Regions from separate parts of the Rattus norvegicus genome. Here region 1 is linked to region 2. The links are chromatin contacts, called in public Hi-C maps. All regions are on one chromosome and are shown on one strand. The core of a region is the stretch at or near the end of the contact, and the rest is flanking DNA. Distances in the headings are between cores, read along the strand shown. Region 1 holds the start of Ifitm3 (interferon induced transmembrane protein 3). Region 2 holds the start of Scgb1c1 (secretoglobin, family 1C, member 1).

Evidence for each region. A called contact is a pair of places that touch in the nucleus more often than the background predicts.
Region 1: a Hi-C map of Schwann cells shows a contact between it and region 2, with 4 times the contacts expected there. The contact joins the promoter of Ifitm3 here to the promoter of Scgb1c1 in region 2. A contact is called at or near these places in 3 of 12 Hi-C or Micro-C datasets (Schwann cells, liver and mammary epithelial cells).

Annotation. Positions count from the first base shown.
Region 1 is chr1:205,539,774-205,544,550 of GRCr8, forward strand. Ifitm3 (interferon induced transmembrane protein 3) reads right to left here and starts at 1,985. Exons shown (of 2, transcript NM_001136124.2): 1 at 1,685-1,985; 2 at 876-1,178. The coding sequence starts at 1,933. The coding sequence ends at 1,014.
Region 2 is chr1:205,351,675-205,356,477 of GRCr8, forward strand. It overlaps Scgb1c1 (secretoglobin, family 1C, member 1), which reads left to right and starts at 1,763. Exons shown (of 3, transcript NM_001107561.1): 1 at 1,763-1,847; 2 at 2,254-2,453; 3 at 2,809-2,982. The coding sequence starts at 1,793. The coding sequence ends at 2,841. It overlaps Cimap1a (ciliary microtubule associated protein 1A), which reads left to right and starts at 4,001. Exons shown (of 7, transcript NM_001108924.1): 1 at 4,001-4,131; 2 at 4,546-4,662; 3 at 4,795-4,803. The coding sequence starts at 4,554. It also overlaps the pseudogene Sec61g-ps3.

The DNA of each region.
Region 1 (4,777 bases), core at 735-3,234, 190 kb after region 2:
CACACCCTCCTTTAACTTGCAAAAGAAACCCAAATCCTTTAACTTGCAAAAGTGCCCCCACTCCTTTCTACCCACCACGCCCACTCCCAATTCCTGGCTGTAACCGTGACAGCGCCTCCCCCCACCCAAGGTACTTCAGATCCATCGTGCTGCCCTGGCTATTGTGGTGACATTAAAACCCACCACAATGGTTTAGGAGGACAAATGGAGTCCAATAGACACAGGGAGAAGACCCAGGCAACTCTTGAGGTGCTTGCCTCTGGGAACCAGAAATAAGTGTCCTTGGAAAGGCACCCGTGAGATGAATGATTCACCCCAGCACTAACAGAGACAGACAGCGCTGATCCATCCCCGGGAGACTCATAAACTCAATGCACCTAAGTGAAGTGGAAATGTGGGTCCTAGGACCGGACCGCCTCGTCCCAAGGGCATGATTGGCACTCTCCCTTAGCAGATAGGGTCAGGGAATGGGTGGGGGGATGTAGAAGTGTCATCTGGCCACATATATGCAGAATGCCGGCAGGGGGCTCCAGGGCAAACCGGGAATTAACTGCAACGCTGCTATGGGACCAGCAGGGGACACCAGGCCCCCACCACAGCACCCTGCGAATCCTGGAAAGCCCACATGAAGAACAAGGACCCAGGCCTGCTCCTCCACTTCTGAACTGGACTGGGTGCCCTGGAGATATAGAGCCAGGGTCAGATGAAGCTTCGGTTCTCCCTGCCTGGAGCAGCCAAAATACCCCTCAGGACTTTGGCCAGTAAATGTCCACAACGGTAGGTCAGAAACTACCGCCAAATTGAGGATAGCCTACATGCCCACCTCAGAGCGAGGAAGATTGAGGGGTAGGATGAATAAAAGCAGCCCAAGGATGATGGCTATCAAGTGCGTTTTATTGAATCCATTGTGGATAGATGAGTGTTACACCTGCGTGTCGGGAGGGGCAGAGGGGCAAGGAGGGATGCAGCTGCAGATGGTGGAGCACGTCAGGATCAGAAACCAGAATCCTCTATCAAGTCTGGAGACGAGGAGCATTAAGAGCAATGATGACGACAGTAACAATAGTGATAATGACCATGAGGATGCTGAGGACCAGGGAGCTGATGTTCAGGCATTTGGCAGTGGATGCGTAGGCCTGGGCTCCAGTCATATCACCCACCATCTTCCGATCCCTAGACTGGAGCAGAGCACATAGATAGATGGTCAGTGGCCCTGGAGCTGATAGGCAAATGCTCTGACAGTTTTCCTGTCATACTCCCTGTGGACTGCATCTCCCCGACTTAGGTCAGGAACATTTTACATACTCTGATCATCCGGGAGGCCCTAGCACTTGTTGTTCAGCCCTCCATGGACTATTGAATCTCCGGAGCACTTTCCACACAGGCCAGCCTCCCAGTCTGTAAGGTGAAGGGGCACTATAGGCATTCCTCTCGACTGCACTAGGAAAGTCTGACTCCAGAATCCCCAGGCAGCCTCACCCTGCATCTGCACGGGAGAGTCTTTAAGACACACACACACACACACACACACACACACACACACACACACGCACATACCCCACAGAAGGAAGAATGCACACAAACTTATTTTAAACAAAGGACACACATGGGGCCATCTGGGTTGATGGACTTCAGGCTCACACACACCTCCTTACACCATCACCCCCACCTCTAGCACACTCACCTTCACAGAGTAGGCATAGGCAATGAAGCCCAGGCAGCAGAAGTTCATGAAGAGCGTATTGAACAGGGACCAGACCACATGGTCAGGCACAGAGACCTCTCTGGGCATGTTGATCACGGTAGTTCTGACAGAAGCCGATCCGTGGGGTGCCCCCAGTTCAGACACCTCATATTCTTCCTTGATTCTTTCGTAGTTTGGGGGTTGTCCCCCAGTGGCAGCGTTCACGAAGGCTTGAGAAGTGTGGTTCATGGTACCGAGCAAAAGCAGCAGCGAAAGGTAGAGGAGAGTTCTGTGGCTCTGTCGGACTGTTCTCCAGCAGTTTCGGTTCTCAGAAGTTTCCTTTTCCTGAATTTTGGCTTAATGAAACTGGTCTGCGTTCTGAGAGGCGGGGATCTAAAAAGCCTGCGGATCAAATTACTCCAGGGCAGGATGTCAGGAAGGGTTGTGAATCAGGGGAACTTCCCGGCCAGGAATCCAAGTCAGGACTTGTCCCAGGGCCCAAACCTCGGTGCTTATGAGTGAGGGGTTCCTGGAGTCTACCAAGCTCATGCTAACAGCTGCAGATAGAACCTCACTATCCCTTATCAAAGTCCCAGCCAGGCCCCCAAAAACCCTCTATTCTCTCAGCGATAAAGAGTGCCCAGGGGCTGGGGATTTAGCTCAGTGGTAGAGCGCTTACCTAGGAAGCGCAAGGCCCTGGGTTCGGTCCCCAGCTCGGGGGGGGGGGGGGGGGGGGGGGGGGGGGAGTGCCCAGAGAGCCCACTGCACTCACTATGGAGGCCAGTTCTACTGGCTTCGGTTCAAGTTGACATTGGGGTGAACGGTACTTCTTGTTGTGTTTTATGAAAGGTAAGGAGGGAGAAGGAATATCTCTGGTAGATGTGTAGCCAGGTGTGGGGGGAGGGGGTGCCTCTGTGGGCCCATGCTGAAGCATCTCTACCCCCGAGGGACCAGCCACAGGACAAACAAGGACAGTATAGTAGAGAATAGAGTTTAATAAGGGCATGGGGAGGGGAGTTAAGAGGGTAGTAGAGACAGAAAGGCAGAGAGAGAGAGAGTAGAGCCAGCCATGAGCACTGGAGACAGAGGTGGTGGGGAATGGGGAGAGGAGGTGGAGCAGGAGGGAAAGGACAGAACTAGAACAAGAAAGCAAAAGAGAGAGGAGGGGGTGAACAACCCCTTTTAAAGTAAGTCAAGCACACCTGGCTGTTGCTGGATAACTGTGGGACGGAGCCTAGACAAAATGCTAACACTTCTCTGTGTTTCTTTTTGCCCTAAGCCAAGAACTAAATGGTCTTAAGTCACTTGGCTATGACCTCATGGTCCTGAGCTGGCATGTTTGTGCTATGCCAACTCTTTTCCCCTCTTGCCCTATCATAATTTATTAGTGCTAGTGGAATGGTCACCAAGGACCTCCGTCATGCCAGAGAAGCTTTCTCAAATGTATGGTGGGGTGAGGGCTGTGGCCAGGAAAGCCACTCCTGACCATACTGGAGGATTCAGTTTAGTGTCCTTCCCTGATAACTGGGAGGCCTGGCCTATCTTCTTTTGTTAGGAGTTGTACCCACATTCTATCTTGGTGGCTCTGTAAGGACCAGGCTACTAGACCTCCTGCAAGGAGCTCTGTAGCACCCATCCTTCCTAGAGCTGAGTCTTGGGGGCTGGGGATTCTCCAGTTTCCAGGTTCTACTCATTTCAGTATTTCTTGAGTTCTTCACAGGGACATCAGTGTCTCCGACAGACACCCCTCTTTGCAATCCTATTTGCTGGTGCTGGTTTAGTCAACATCTGTGAAAAAGTCATGGACATACCTACCTCACAGAGGCTCCTGCCAGGCCTCAGGGGTACCATGTAACAGAGTAGGGCTTTGGTCTGTCTGTGCGGACTCTGATCGGAGCCTGAAAGTGGTGGTTTCTGATGGATTCTGATAGGCTATTTCTTTGTGTTCTGTGGAATACTCTTCAACAAGGCCTACGTCATGCTGCTCTTCTCACATCTTCCTGTTGCCTTTCAGCCATGTGAGAGATAAAATAATATAAATGACCCCTGAGCTTGTAAATGATAGCAAGTGGCATACTATGGTCACAACACGACCTGGTTTCAGGAATACTGGATCTTGGTATAACTTTTTCAAATAGTTAACAATATTCAATTTCAGCTGTAGCTGTTTACTATGGTCTCACAATATTCCTAAAGGCAAATACACTTGCTTCTGGATTTTCACACAGCCATGACAGAGACCATCCTGAAAGTTAATGGTCATCTCAAACTTCTCTGCCTCTCTCAGTCACTAGGATCCTATTTCCTCTCGCCTGGCGGCCTTGGTGAGCCATGAGGGCTATGCTATATCAAGGCCTTCACATGCATTCAATCCCCAGACTCATCTCTCCACCCACAGAGGTGGGGAGCTATATTCAGCCCTGTGTGAATGTTCACCCTAGTCATTGTCTTCATGTGGCCCCCCAAGTGAGCTGAACAGAAGACCTCTTTCTCCTTCCCATATGGGACATTCCTTGAGACTCGGTCTTTGGATTTCTCTATCTTCTTTGTTCAGTGCTAAGGGCAATCTCTGTTGCCCCAGGGATCATCAGAGGGACAGGGATTGACAAACCCTGATGCAAGAGCAAAGGTCAGGGCCAGCGTTCTGCTCCATCCAGGATGATCCACTTCTACCCATGATGCACAATTGTTGACATTTTACCTGTTGGGTTCTGCCCTTGATCTGCTGTCAAGGGACAGTTCTAGCCAGTGTTCCTTGTCTCTGATTTAGTGTCCCTTACCTTTCAGATCCACATCAGATACCTGGAACTGATCTCCAACTGGACTCCTAATGATGGATCTGCAAGGAGCCCATTGTCTCAGTGTAGGTCAGGGGTGGGGGTTCCTCTGCTGTCCTCTCAGGATAAGACATTGTTTTGTTTACACTCTGGCATCAGATAGGGAGCAACCTGGAGTCTACTGCCAACCAGCTGACCACCTAACCTTGCCCTGAAGGCCACCAACACAATGGGAAGTTATAATGACTTCCCTTGCTTCTGCTCTTACACATTTGGTGAGTGGGAAGTGAGTGGAGGGACTCTTCATGGCTGAGCA
Region 2 (4,803 bases), core at 513-3,012:
TCCACTGGTGCTCTTACTAGGATATTCAATGCTACCTATGAGGTTGGAGCCCAGGGTCAGTCCATGTATAGTCTTTAGGTAGTGGCTTAGTCCCTGGAAGCTCTGGTTGGTTGGCATTGTTGTTCATATGGGGTCTCGAGCCCCTTCAAGCTCTTCTGGTCCTTTCTCTGATTCCTTCATACTTTCTTATCCAGGAACCACTCTCAAATGTTGTGCAAAATTTATTTCATAGCTTCAATAACTTTTACCTTTCTCAGGCTCCCAATGTTGGCTCTATTTCATTTTCTAATAATTTCGTCAAACTTTCTTTACAAGTCAAGCATTAATCTGGAGCTACTATTATGCAGTTATTACATTGTTTCCAAGATGAGAACACACAGCACGTACCTGGGCCATTAGGGCTGTGCTGTGCTGTACTTCTATGCCTCAATTTTTAATTGTTTAAGAATCATTACATCAAGGAACATCTAGTTTCACAGAATTCACCACAGCAGGAGAAGGGAGTAGGAAAGTCAGATATAATAGAATAATTATGCACACCAAAGCCAACTGAAAAGCAGTCATGCACAAATGAAATCTTTACAGCCACTGTCCAGGGCTAAGGTTAGGAGAAATGTGAACAACTTTTATTTTATTTTATTTTATTTTATTTTATTTTATTTTATTTATTTTTTTACAAAGAGCTGCTGCAGGCCTCTAAGATGTCTCCATCCCAGCCTGTTGCTGGCAGTCCCTGTCGTGGTATGCTATCCCCAGCACACTAAGCTATCTATGTAGCCCCCAGAGCCAGAATTTAAAGATGACCCAAGGTGAGCGCCACAGCACTGAGGAGGCCCATCTGCACTCCACTGACTGTGGTGACAGATGCCGCATTGCACAACTGCTCCCACATTCGTAGACTTACACACACAAACAGGTTCCATCACTATAGATTAGTTTCATGCTAACAAAGGTTAGAGAATATTCCTTATAAGCAGGAGTCTAAGAAGGCGAGAACTCCGAACACTGGAACAGTATTTGAAGGGCATAGAGCAAGGCTCGGGGATTATGCCAGGCAGAGCAAACGCAAGGCTAAGTACAATCAAAGAAAGGGTGGGTTGATGAAGGCCGTGATGCCCTGCTCAGACATGGGATGGTGAGGCCCACTCTGACAGTGGGTAGAGGGAGAATTCTGCAGAATTCTGAGCACATCTGCAACCTGCACCATGTAAGAAAGGCCATCATGCCACCAGGTGGCAGCAGAGGATAGGAGAGAGGCGGGACGACGCGCAGCTGCAACTCTTCTCAGGCCAACCTCAGCTGAATGAACTGCCTCCAAACTTCAGACCTCCTGTGGCTCTGCGTCCTCCACCCTGAGAGGCCCCCACCCCTCTGACCTCACGTTCCCACGCTCCTCTCCTGCCTGTAGTAGTAGGGTGGTCTCAGCCTGAGCACAGACTAGGACAGGCAGCTCATTAAGCAGAAGTGGAGGTCCCAACCACAGAGATCTAGACCCATCCCAGAAATTTTCACAGCACCATGGAGCCACCCATGACCTTTGGCGCTCCTCCATGTTAACTAGCACTAGGTTTACCCAGACCTGGATTTATTCCACTTACCCCAACATGTTTGCCAACAGCCCCCTTATGATCCACTCAAGTTTGGCACTTCTTGGCACCTGGTGGAGCACAGTGACATGCCCGGCCCAGTTGTCCTGCCAGATCCTGTGAGGTATGCCCCGCCTCTGGGCAAGAAGCCATCTTCTACAGCATAAAAGCCTGGTATCCCCCAAGCAGTTCTTGTGACTGTCATCATGAAAGGGAGCAGCGCTCTTCTGCTGGTGGCTCTAACCGTGCTCTGCATCTGTGGTAAGTCTGGGCCTTATTTCTAGCACTTTGGTAGGTAAGGGGCACCAAGAGGCTGGAATCCTGGGACCAGGTGGACGGTGCCTACCTGTGTCACTGACCCCACACCCAAAGCGCTGGGAATCTGTTGACACCAGTCCTATCCCAACCCACCCTGACCTAACACCAACCACCAAGGCCAATGCTGTCCACCCTGGCTCAATCCAATCTGACCTGGCCCTCTGGATCCAGTTAACCCAGGCGGGGGGAAATCCCCCTTTTCTTCCCTGGTGAGGTCAGGAAGTTAGAGGGGAAACCACAGCAGCTCCCACTAGTGGTGATGGGGAAGGGATCTGCAGAAGGTCACCCTGGGAGTGAAGGACAGGAGATCAAGTCCCTCCCTCGCCATTGTATCCCCTTTGCAATACAGGGCTGACTAGAGCAGAGGATGACAATGAGTTTTTCATGGAATTCCTGCAAACACTCCTGGTGGGGACCCCAGAAGAGCTCTATGAAGGGCCCCTGGGCAAGTACAATGTCAATGACATGGCCAAGGCAGCGCTGACAGAGCTCAAGTCCTGCATTGATGAACTGCAGCCGGTGCATAAGGAGCAACTGGTCAAGCTGCTGGTAATCGGGCTGGGACTCCCATCCCCAAACGTCTGCAGCTCTTTCCATACCCACCCATGCATGATACCTGATCACCAGGCCTCCCTGATCCCTAGATCTCCATCAGGAGGCAGAGGTGGAGACCTCACAGAGAAGTTTCCAACATCTCTTGGAACTGCTCTCCCACTCCAAGAACTATGTCCCACTTAGGGAGTGCATGTGCACACAATCCCTCCCCAAGGTGCTAGGAGGGGTAGACCACAGTGCGCAGGAACCTGTCTACTCCGCTGGTGTGCACAGCCCTGTCTGCCTCTGGGACTGGGGGCTCTGGTTGTTGGTTACCAGCTCTCCTGGTCCCCACACATTTCTCTTTCAGGTGCAAGTGCTAGATGCTCAAGAGGACACATAAGCAGCCCCGAAACATGGCTTGACCTCTGCGAGCAATAGGACCAGCCGTACACGTGGCCATGGATGTGCTAAGACCAGTGCTTCTTCACCAGTAAATTCACCCTCGAACTGTTAAATCAATAAAGTCTAATGCAGTCCATGCACTAGCTTCTCTCTCTCCCTGAAAGCCAGGACACACAAAAAAGTCCTTTCAGGGGCACCCTGAGAGATACACCAAGAGGTACAAACTCTTATGAGGGTCACGTTGCAGAAGCAATGTGTGAGAGCGGCCTCGACCTCGGGACATCACATGAACACTGGGGCACAGGGCCTAAAGTGGCAGGATAGAGGAGCCTAACACACAAAGGCAGGCTGGCAGGGCTTATGCATAAAACATAAGGCAAGAGCACAGCCAGTTGACACATAGGTTCTGGGAGCTTTGAAAACCTCTCTTCCCAAACTTACCCAGGAAAGAGAGTCCAACCTGAGCCAGAACCTTAAGAGCCAGACCCTTACTGAGGTCAAGTGTGGAAACCCTGACTGCTCATGAGGACACCAGGGTCCTGAGAGGTGGGCTTTGCCAGGAGGGAAACTAAAAGGACAGAGAGCTCCAAGAAGCTGTAGGGAGAAAGCAACCTCTCTGGCATATGCCCACCACAATCAACCCAGTCTCAACGTAAACCTGCACTCTGAGATCCCCAATAATCAGAAAGCCCTGCCCCCAGTTTCCCCAAATCAGTGGCTTGGACTGGGCCAAAGCTAAGGAGAAACCTGCAACCTCACTGTATCTACATCTGACCCAGGCACCACAAAGAGTTAAAGAACCTGGAAAGTAAGGGGGTCACTGAGGAGTCCGGGGTGGTCTCTGGAAGAGGCATTCCCTGGAGACAGCGGGAGCTCCCTGGAGAGCTGGGGACTCCCTGAAGAGGTAGGAGTTCCTGGAGAGGCATGTGGTCACTGGAGACGTGCGTAGCCCTTAAAGGAGAGGTCCGGGGAGAGGATGGGGGTGCCCTGGGGAGGGTTAGTTCCCCAAAAGCAGGGTCTCTAGAAAGGGGAAGGTCTGAAGAGAGGCCTTGGGTAGAAGCCATTGTCGCCATCACACACACTATGATCTAGAACTCCTTGTGGGACAGTCACATTCTAGAGCTCAGGGGCAGGGACCCCTCCCCAATTCTCAAAACTGGGGGAGAAAGAGAAGCTTTCTCTCCATGCTCCTTTTTAGGGAATTGCCTGGCACAGACGCCAGGGGGACAGGCCATCGGTGAGGAGGCTAGGTCCTAAGCTGCTCTAAGCCCATTCCTGCACGGAGGAGGTGAGGCCTCTCGATTTGCTCCCCTCCTGTCCATGACACAGCTCAGCCAAGAAGCTCTGGACCCTTGTCAGACAGCTCTTTGAAAAGTTGCACCCAGGGCTCTTTGACCAGCCCAAGCTCCCTCAGAGCCAAAGGAATAGTCAGCGCAGGGCCAGAACAAGCATCTCCTCTGGGCCTGTCCTGAAGTCATGACTCCCACCCATATCTTGTAGCTGGGTAAGGGGTGAGCTTACCACACCAAATGGGGAGCTCCCTTTGCTTGTAACAGCTTGAGACTCCCATGTCTTCACGGGGCAAGGATTGGGTCTGCAAGATGCAGTATCAGCAGCACCAGGGCTGGGAACATGAGGGCCAGGAATGAGATGCACCAGGGAGGGCACCCCAGCACCTGGTTACCCTCTCGTCCAGGGACAGAGCCAGCCATGGCAGAGGAGGTATGGGTGGGCACCTGGAGGCCCCATCGTCCCCGGGGGCCCATCATGGCCCTCTACACCAGTCCTGGACCCAAGTACCTGATTCCACCTACCACGGGTAAGATTGCCTAAGGCCGGGCGGGCTCGTTAGGGACAGGGGAAGAAGCCAGGACTGGTGTGGCCTGGGATGGAACTCTCGTCAGAGAGAAGGATGCCTGGCTCCAGCAGCCCTGAGCCCCTGTGCCCACAGGCTTTGTGA